Regions from separate parts of the Mus musculus genome. Here all the other regions are linked to region 2. The links are chromatin contacts, called in public Hi-C and HiChIP or PLAC-seq maps. All regions are on one chromosome and are shown on one strand. Each heading gives the region's core, a stretch centred on a gene start, on an enhancer-like site or on the middle of the called end of the contact. The rest is flanking DNA. Distances are from core to core; before and after follow the strand shown. Region 1 holds the start of Hspa1b (heat shock protein 1B). Region 2 holds the start of Zbtb22 (zinc finger and BTB domain containing 22). Region 3 holds the start of D17H6S56E-5 (DNA segment, Chr 17, human D6S56E 5).

Region 1 (3,097 bases), core at 558-3,057, 1.0 Mb before region 2:
GAGAAAGAGAGAGAGAGAGAGAGAGAGAGGGAGAGAGAGAGAGAGAGAGAGAGGCAGGCCAATGGAGTTGTATTTAAAAGCAGGGCTCCCTCCAGAAACTGCCTCCTCCAATTCACACTCAGAGACCTGTGTGTGTAGTTTGTAGTGCTTGTCTGGAATTCCAGCACTTAGGAGTCAAGGCTAGAGGAGCAAGAGTTTAAGATCAGCTTTGGCTACACAGTAAGTTCAAGGCCAGCCTGGGCTATGTAAGACCCTATTTCAAAATAAAAGAAAAAAAAGTTTAATATGAAAAAGATGTGTGTATGTGACAATTAACAGTCTCTCTCTGCTATGGGTGTTATCTACGTTGTTTTTTTTTTTTTTTTTTTTTTTTCTGAAAGAGAGGCTCTAATGTAGCTAAGGCTAGCCTCAAACTCTTCATCCTCCTGCCCGCCCCTCCAAAGCATGAGGATTACAGAGGTGGGCCACCATACCCAGTAACCTCATACTGTGGTTTCAAGGCATCTGACTAGGGGGTCTTTAATTCCTACACAGGAGGAGAAAGGAGGGGCAGAGAAGGAGAAAAGGGGACATCACTGACAGCTAAATGTACTTATAATTAAAAGGGAGAGGGTAGACCAGGCATAGAAAGTGATGTTTAGGACAAAAAGCTAATAGGGTGAATTAGTAGGCGGGCCCCAACACCCAGGCTTAGGATCTCACCGGAAAGTTCGCAGGGCACTGTGAGGCAAGATGCTATCAGAGGATAGGGCACGCCATCTCTTCTAAAAGAGGTGAACAGACAGAGACGGCAGACACAGACAGAAGAACCAACGAACTGTTGATTAACCTGACCTTACTACAGCAGAGCACAGACCCTACAGTGGTGCTTGGCAAAGAGCAATTTTTATTTAATCTTTTGAGATAGGGTTCCTCTATAACGGAGGCTGGTCTTGGACTCTCTACAGTCCTTCTGCCTCACCGTCTATGGAAAGTTTTTTCTTACTAATGTCAGGCTGCAGCCTGAGGCAAAGGGAGTGGCTACAGCCTGGCACGGTCGATTAAGCCCTGCTCTCCGGGTCCTGGGACACTTTCCTTTTTCCTCTTTTGAGTCACAGGTCCTCCTAACATGAGAATCAAGTATTTTCACGCTGATTTCCTTATAAAATTGTGAGAACTCCATAGGCGATGTACCGCCTACTCCTACCTTAACCGTGATGTAAAGACAGCAAAACAAATGAACTATACTGCAAGATCTCTTCTATTTCCCTATTCAAACCTAAAATGAAGAGGGAGGGGGAGACATGGACAAGCAAGCATTCCACAGGCGCCCCTGCCCAACGCTGTCACTCAAACCAGGACCCAATCACAGACTTTTTAGCCAAGCCTTATCCCGCCTCTCTTGAGAAACTTTCTGCGTCCGCCATCCTGTAGGAAGGATTTGTACACTTTAAACTCCCTCCCTGGTCTGAGTCCCACACTCTCACCACCCAGCACCTTCAGGAGCTGACCCTTAACAGCTTCACCCACAGGGACCCCGAAGTTGCGTCGCCTCCGCAACAGTGTCAATAGCAGCACCAGCACTTCCCCACACCCTCCCCCTCAGGAATCCGTACTCTCTAGCGAACCCCAGAAACCTCTGGAGAGTTCTGGACAAGGGCGGAACCCACAACTCCGATTACTCAAGGGAGGCGGGGAAGCTCCACCAGACGCGAAACTGCTGGAAGATTCCTGGCCCCAAGGCCTCCTCCGGCTCGCTGATTGGCCCAGCGGAGAGTGGGCGGGGCCGGTGAAGACTCCTTAAAGGCGCAGGGCGGCGAGCAGGGCACCAGACGCTGACAGCTACTCAGAATCAAATCTGGTTCCATCCAGAGACAAGCGAAGACAAGAGAAGCAGAGCGAGCGGCGCGTTCCCGATCCTCGGCCAGGACCAGCCTTCCCCAGAGCATCCACGCCGCGGAGCGCAACCTTCCCAGGAGCATCCCTGCCGCGGAGCGCAACTTTCCCCGGAGCATCCACGCCGCGGAGCGCAGCCTTCCAGAAGCAGAGCGCGGCGCCATGGCCAAGAACACGGCGATCGGCATCGACCTGGGCACCACCTACTCGTGCGTGGGCGTGTTCCAGCACGGCAAGGTGGAGATCATCGCCAACGACCAGGGCAACCGCACGACCCCCAGCTACGTGGCCTTCACCGACACCGAGCGCCTCATCGGGGACGCCGCCAAGAACCAGGTGGCGCTGAACCCGCAGAACACCGTGTTCGACGCGAAGCGGCTGATCGGCCGCAAGTTCGGCGATGCGGTGGTGCAGTCCGACATGAAGCACTGGCCCTTCCAGGTGGTGAACGACGGCGACAAGCCCAAGGTGCAGGTGAACTACAAGGGCGAGAGCCGGTCGTTCTTCCCGGAGGAGATCTCGTCCATGGTGCTGACGAAGATGAAGGAGATCGCTGAGGCGTACCTGGGCCACCCGGTGACCAACGCGGTGATCACGGTGCCCGCCTACTTCAACGACTCTCAGCGGCAGGCCACCAAGGACGCGGGCGTGATCGCCGGTCTAAACGTGCTGCGGATCATCAACGAGCCCACGGCGGCCGCCATCGCCTACGGGCTGGACCGGACCGGCAAGGGCGAGCGCAACGTGCTCATCTTCGACCTGGGGGGCGGCACGTTCGACGTGTCCATCCTGACGATCGACGACGGCATCTTCGAGGTGAAGGCCACGGCGGGCGACACGCACCTGGGAGGGGAGGACTTCGACAACCGGCTGGTGAGCCACTTCGTGGAGGAGTTCAAGAGGAAGCACAAGAAGGACATCAGCCAGAACAAGCGCGCGGTGCGGCGGCTGCGCACGGCGTGTGAGAGGGCCAAGAGGACGCTGTCGTCCAGCACCCAGGCCAGCCTGGAGATCGACTCTCTGTTCGAGGGCATCGACTTCTACACATCCATCACGCGGGCGCGGTTCGAAGAGCTGTGCTCGGACCTGTTCCGCGGCACGCTGGAGCCCGTGGAGAAGGCCCTGCGCGACGCCAAGATGGACAAGGCGCAGATCCACGACCTGGTGCTGGTGGGCGGCTCGACGCGCATCCCCAAGGTGCAGAAGCTGCTGCAGGACTTCT
Region 2 (2,765 bases), core at 229-2,728:
CTTCCCGGAGGTGGTACCCGCACTGCCAACCACAGGGGCTGGGAACACCGGGCCACCATCCCGACGGTTCCCACTACCTGCTGCTGAGGCCACAAATGCATCCTGGGAGGTAGAGGAGAAATCAGTCGACTCCCGGGGGCTGAAGTAGTTGCTACTGCTGGGAGACTGATTCTCACTGGCCCTGCTGGAGGTATGGGAACGGACAGAGCCTACGGTGGCAGGGGCGACAGTGCCCCCATTCCCTGATGGGACACTGGCACAAGGGACAGAGACAGAGGGGGCTGCAGCAGTAGTGACAGTGGTTGTAGTGGCTGCGGATCGACCCTCCCGAAGGAGTTCAGTGCACTTATCCACAATGTGCCACATCTGGAGGACCGACCCCACTGTGAGGAAGTTGACAATGTCCGCAGCAGCCATGCTGAGGCGGCCCGTGTAAGCTGAGGCCAGGACAGTCTCAAAAGCGCCTGGGTCCATGACGCTTGGCAGGGAAATGGAAGTCATGCCTTTCAGTAGGACCTGGTCGTGGAAGTAAGGAGAGGAGGCAGCCAAGACGGCCCTGTGAGCGCGGAACTCCCGTCCCTGCACGCGGATGGACACATCACAGAGCTGACCCTGGAGCCGCTGCTGGTTGAGGGATTCCAGGAGGGCACTGGTCACCTCAGGGAAGGACACGTGTACCACTGCAGCTGCCGGCAGAGGCAGTGGCGGTGGAGCCAGTGACAGAGGCAGTGGGAGTGTGGCCCCACTGGGTGACAGAGCAGACGGCTCCATGCTGTGGAAGGAGATACCCCCCCAGCCACAGGAACAAAGGAAAGAAGAGGGCGGCCGGGGGGGTCTCTAGGGAAAAAAAAAAAAAAAGAATAACAGCATTTTGAAAGCATCACTGATTTTAAGCCATCACAGTATTTAAAAAAAAAAAACAGGTACCCCTGTCAACCCCATGGTACAGACGGGGCAACTGAGGCTCACTATTAAGTAAAACATCCAATCAAACACCACCAAACCGCAGCGCTAGCAAAGAAAGTATTCCAAGTTTAGTACTCTCGCTCCTGGGTCAGGAAATAGGGGGCTCTCAGGGAAGGGGCGTCTATCCTAGTCTACGGCTTCACTCTCAAAAGAACGCCCCCTCCTTGGTGTTGCGTACCGATTTTCTTGGGGTGAAGGGGTGTTCTCCACAGTTCTCAAGCTCCTCCCCCTAGAGCCCCCAGTTGATCCCGACCCCGCCCCTTCAGGACCCTCCAGGGCTCCGCCCCCTGGATCCCCGACCCCGCCTCGTGTTTGCCCCCGCCCCCGAACCCCGCCCCCCAGTCCTCCCCAATCGCGCCCTCGGACTGTTCCCCAGCCTGAGGGGGGCCCCCAGCCCCGCGCGCCCCCGCTTACCTGGCCGCGCGCCCCCGGGCCCCCCCCCTCACTCCGCGACCAGAGCCGCAGCCCCAGCCCCTCCCGCCGCCATCTTGTGCCGACTCCCTCCGCCTTCCGCCTCCACTCCGCCTCCCGGACCTGCGACCTTAAAGGCGCAGGCCAGCACCCCTCCTGTGCCGCTGGGCAAAAGTCGACCGACAGCGACACTTTTCCTTTAAAGAACCGGCGCTTCATTCCGCCTTAAAGGTACCAGGTCCCGTCTGCGGCTGAGGACTCAGGAATTGGTTTGGCCGAAACCTTCGTTCCCCTTTAATCCGACAAGCCTACCTTGTCTCATTGACCAGTGCTGGCTTCCGCTTCCCAGGCTCCACCCCGAGCTCTGGACGTTAGCTTGCTCGCGGGATCTAACAGCCCTTTTCCCAGCATATGAGAACCCCCCAAGCCCCGCCCCCCTCCTCCAGGCCTGGATTGGCCAAATCACCTTGAGTCAGCCCCTGATTGGCCTTTTCACTCAGACCGCTCAAAACGAGAGAGGAAAGCTGCTTAAGAAGGCTTCCGAAGCACTTATCTTTAAAAGTGCCTAGGGGAAGAAGGCTCAAGGAAGGGTTAAGGATGAGGACGCCCTAAAAAGAGAGCCAGGATAGAAAAGGCAGATCCAGGTGACAGCTGTCACAAGAGAAAAGGCAAAGTAAAGGAAAGAATACAATAAAAAGAAATTCATTGTTTATTAATGTGTCTGTGTAAAACTTAAAACATTTTGATTTTTTTTTTTTGTCAAAAGAAACACCATCAAAACGGGAGGAGCTCTGTCCATCTTTTACTCCATCATCTTCCAACAGCCATACAAAAAACCTTCTGGATGCAGGGAGCACGGGGAGCATGGGGCCTGCTAATCAGAGTCTGAAAGCACGATGATCTCCTCCGGGTCGCACTGTGTGGCCACACTGGTCTGCAGACAAGTCAGAGGAGAAAGAAGGGTGAGCCAGGCATGGCGGCTCACGCCTTTAGTCCGAACACTCAAGAGGCAGAGGCGGGCTGATATCCGAGTTTGGGGCCAGCCTGATCTACTACATACAGAGTTCTGGGACAGTCAGGGCTACATAGAAAGACCTTGTCTCAGAAACAAAACAAAGCAGGATGGAAGGCTGGAAGATGGCTCAGCCACTAAGCACGCAGCTGCTTTGCAGAAGACCCGAGTGTTGTATCCAGTCTCACATGGCGGCTCTCTGCCTTCTCCGTGACTCCAGATCTATAGGATCAGACGCCCTCTTCTGGCCTCCATGAGCACCAGACACAAATGTAGCACATAGGTATGCATGCCAACAAAACACCTATTTACATAAAATAAGTCTTTTTTGTTTTGTTTTACATGGTCTCACTATGTAACCTTGACTGTCACTGGG
Region 3 (3,065 bases), core at 65-2,564, 1.1 Mb before region 2:
CCACGCTCCACTCCCGGGCGCTCATGTATCACACCCCCGGAGGAAGGAAGAGATTTCATCATCTTGCATTCTCAGACATAGAAGACCAAGGCTCGAGAAAAAGTGTTCCCAAAGTTACTACACCAGGTGGCAGGCAGAGATGCGACCGCCTGACAACCGACTTTTTTCGTGGGATTCTTCCCAATCCTGTTTGTGTAGTCAGAATTTCTCCCTTTTTCTTCCCTCTCACCTGGGGATCCTGACCAGGACCTCGAAGTCCCAGGGCAGGCAGGGTCGCCCCGCAGGCAGCGGGTATGAGCTCCGTGTCAGCATAACTGACCCACTGCTGGACCAGGACAGCTGCCCGGCTGCCCCCGGGTCCCCCCAGGCCTGCAGGCCACAACAGCTGAGCTACAGCCGGGGCCCCCCACACCCACAGGCCGCCAGGTCCCTGCTCCAGGGCGGGCAGGCGAGGCGGAGGGAATGGAGTCCGGCTGCTCGGGGGAGGCTGCAAGCAGATGCGGGGGTGAGGGCCTCCCCACCCGGGACCGTCACCAGCTTCCCCGTATCGGGCAGCGATGAGGGCTCGGAGGCTGGGGAAGGCGTCGGGGTGAGGAGAGACGTAGAGGATGGACATGGCTGTGCAGGGTCCGAACGCGGTGCAGTGACCTGAGGAGAGACCCGGCAGATTGAGGAGGGGACCTGAGCACGTGCTGCAAGGTACGCAGGCGCCCGGCCGGACCCTAGGCCTGGCCGAGCAGCCGCCAGCAGCGCCTAGAGGAGGAGGCGGGACCCCGATCGCCCGCCCCCTCGGGTTGGAGAGGGGAGGCCGCGCCGCGTGTACGTACTGAAGGCGGCGATCACACTCGGCCGGCTACGGCCGCGGCCCCACAGGGCGGCCGGGGTGGAGGTGGCGGGCAGCGGAGGCAGCTCTCCCGCTGCGGGAGAACGCGGCCGGGACAGCGGCACCCACGTGTCCCCCCCTTTGTGACAGCGCACGTTTCCGGACTCGGGTCCTCGCAGGGCTGCCGGGCCCCGCCTGTGCGTGCGCGATCCCGAGGGTCCGTGCGCGGCCCACCGCTGCCGGACGGGTCAAGCAGGGGCCAGAGTGGCTCGTGCAGCACGGAGACGGGAACCCGCGTGCCGGGACGAGCCTGGGTCTGGGTCAGGCGCCGCCGCGGGCAGCCCGTGGCCCTCGGGTCAGGCGCCGCCGCGGGCAGCCCGGGGTCTTCGTGTCTAGAGCGCGGGAAAACGAAAGCCCTAGTGTCTGGAGTGCGTGCTTGGTCCCAGGTTTCCGCCTTTTGCAGGGCGAGCTGCAGAATCTCGGGCTGCTCCAAGTGAAAGACCCCACCATAAGGCTTAGCAAGTTAGCTGCAGTAACGCCATTTTGCAAGGCATGATAAAGTACCAGAGCTGAGTTCTCAAAAGTTACAAGGAAGTTTAGTTAAAGAATAAGGCTGAATAATACCGGGACAGGGGCCAAACAGGATATCTGTGGTCAAGCACCTGGGCCCCGGCTCAGGGCCAAGAACAGATGGTACTCAGATAAAGCGAAACCAGCAACAGTTTCTGGAAAGTCCCACCTCAGTTTCAGGTTCCCCAAATGACCGGGAAATACCCCAAGCCTTATTTAAACTAACCAATCAGCTCGCTTCTCGCTTCTGTACCCGCGCTTTTTGCCCCCCAGCCCTAGCCCTATAAGAAGGGTAAGTACTCCACACTCGGCGCGCCAGTCATCCGATAGACTGAGTCGCCCGGGTACCCGTGTTCCCAATAAAGCCTTTTGCTGTTGCATCCGAATCGTGGCCTCGCTGATCCTTGGGAGGGTCTCCTCAGAGTGATTGACTACCCAGCTTGGGGGTCTTTCACAAGCAGTGCCTGGCTGCTGGGAGCTGTTGCTGTAGGGAATGAAAGGTTGGTAATTCCCTGGCGTTGGTAAATGCACCGTGCGTTCCGCGTCTCTTGCTTGTATTTATCTTATGCTTTTAGAAAGCGTACTGATGGGGTGTGCTCAAGGCCATGTCAGGCTTTTGGTAACGGAGTGCACCGCCAGTTCGCGGAAGATCCTCGGATCTAACCCAGGTAAAACAGGAAAGGGGCTCTAGGTGCTGAGCGCTCACTGCCTGACATGGAGTCACGTGAAGGAAGGGCAGGGGACCCAAAGGCAGAAGCACTCCAGCTGGTCTACTAAAGCTCAAACCTAGAGGGAAAACATAAGTTCGCAGTGCTTTTGAGAGGCCACTGCTAGCCTGGCAGTGGTGGCGCATGCCTTTAATCCCAGCACTTATGAGTGTGAGGCAGAGGCAGGCGGATTTCTTGAGTTCGAGGACAGCCAGAGCTACACAGAGAAACCCTGTCTCGAAAAACCAAGAAAAAAAGAAGAAGAAAAGAAAGGGGGGTTGGGGGAGAAAGGCCTGTTGGGATAATCTCTTGTGTACTGTGTAAAGTTGTCTTTGTATTATTCAAAAGTACACGGAGAGAGAAATCAGGCAGAAAAACTTCATGCCAGCTGTAGACAAGAGTGCTTACAGGTCCTTTACAAGGTACAGAAATGGATTGGGCCAAACATGGCAGATCTATGCAACACCTAACCACCATTGTTTCCAACCAGGTGATGAAGTCTCGATCACTAGACGGGAGATGCTGCCAAGTGCCCCAGACGGGATCAAGACTCCAATGACAACCATAAGATTCCCTAAAGCTAAGACACTGCAGATCTTGACTCTGCTGATTTCTATAGGTGTGGTCCAAACTAGTCCTATGCCCCATGAACCCCATAACCTTACTTGGGTTATAACTAACACTGCTACGGGGACTGTAATTAACTCGACCTCCCACCTCGCCCCCATTGGAACTTGGTTTCCTGATCTTGTTTTTGATTTGTGTGCACTAGCGGATGGGACCTGGGATCCCCTGGGCCTTGTATGGGGGTGTCAACATCCAGCTCAACACAGTGAACTTCGGAGAACCCCCTTCTATGTCTGCCCTGGAGAGGGGAGGTCTCCACAGCAGACGGCTACCTGTGGAGGACCAGAGTCATACTTCTGTGCATATTGGGGTTGTGAGTCGACTGGGTCCATCTCCTG

What was found. Hi-C and Micro-C count contacts between places; a contact is called where the count stands out from the background. HiChIP or PLAC-seq counts read pairs in DNA pulled down with a chosen protein or histone mark.
Region 1: an HNF4G HiChIP or PLAC-seq map of pancreatic cancer cells shows a contact between it and region 2. The contact joins the promoter of Hspa1b here to the promoter of Zbtb22 in region 2. A contact is called at or near these places in 4 of 39 promoter capture datasets (the C10 cell line, frontonasal cranial neural crest, maxillary cranial neural crest and 1 more), 1 of 484 Hi-C or Micro-C datasets (B cells) and 3 of 115 datasets of contacts at active chromatin or transcription factors (embryonic stem cells, microglia and pancreatic cancer cells).
Region 3: a contact with region 2 is called in a Hi-C map of B cells, with 8 read pairs. The contact joins the promoter of D17H6S56E-5 here to the promoter of Zbtb22 in region 2. A contact is called at or near these places in 8 of 39 promoter capture datasets (the HPC-7 cell line, cranial neural crest, embryonic stem cells and 4 more), 1 of 484 Hi-C or Micro-C datasets (B cells), 5 of 115 datasets of contacts at active chromatin or transcription factors (astrocytes, cardiomyocytes, embryonic stem cells and 2 more) and 1 of 9 other capture datasets (liver).

Annotation. Positions count from the first base shown.
Region 1 is chr17:34,957,948-34,961,044 of GRCm38.p6, reverse strand. It overlaps Hspa1b (heat shock protein 1B), which reads left to right and starts at 1,807. Exons shown (of 1, transcript NM_010478.2): 1 at 1,807-3,097. The coding sequence starts at 2,038.
Region 2 is chr17:33,914,889-33,917,653 of GRCm38.p6, reverse strand. Zbtb22 (zinc finger and BTB domain containing 22) reads right to left here and starts at 1,478. Exons shown (of 2, transcript NM_020625.3): 1 at 1,381-1,478; 2 at 1-837. The coding sequence starts at 771. It overlaps Daxx (Fas death domain-associated protein), which reads right to left. Exons shown (of 8, transcript NM_007829.4): 8 at 2,064-2,311. The coding sequence ends at 2,252.
Region 3 is chr17:34,998,995-35,002,059 of GRCm38.p6, reverse strand. It overlaps D17H6S56E-5 (DNA segment, Chr 17, human D6S56E 5), which reads left to right and starts at 1,314. Exons shown (of 2, transcript NM_033075.3): 1 at 1,314-1,893; 2 at 2,591-3,065. The coding sequence starts at 1,887. Vars (valyl-tRNA synthetase) reads right to left here and starts at 1,153. Exons shown (of 30, transcript NM_011690.3): 1 at 828-1,153; 2 at 230-648. The coding sequence starts at 616.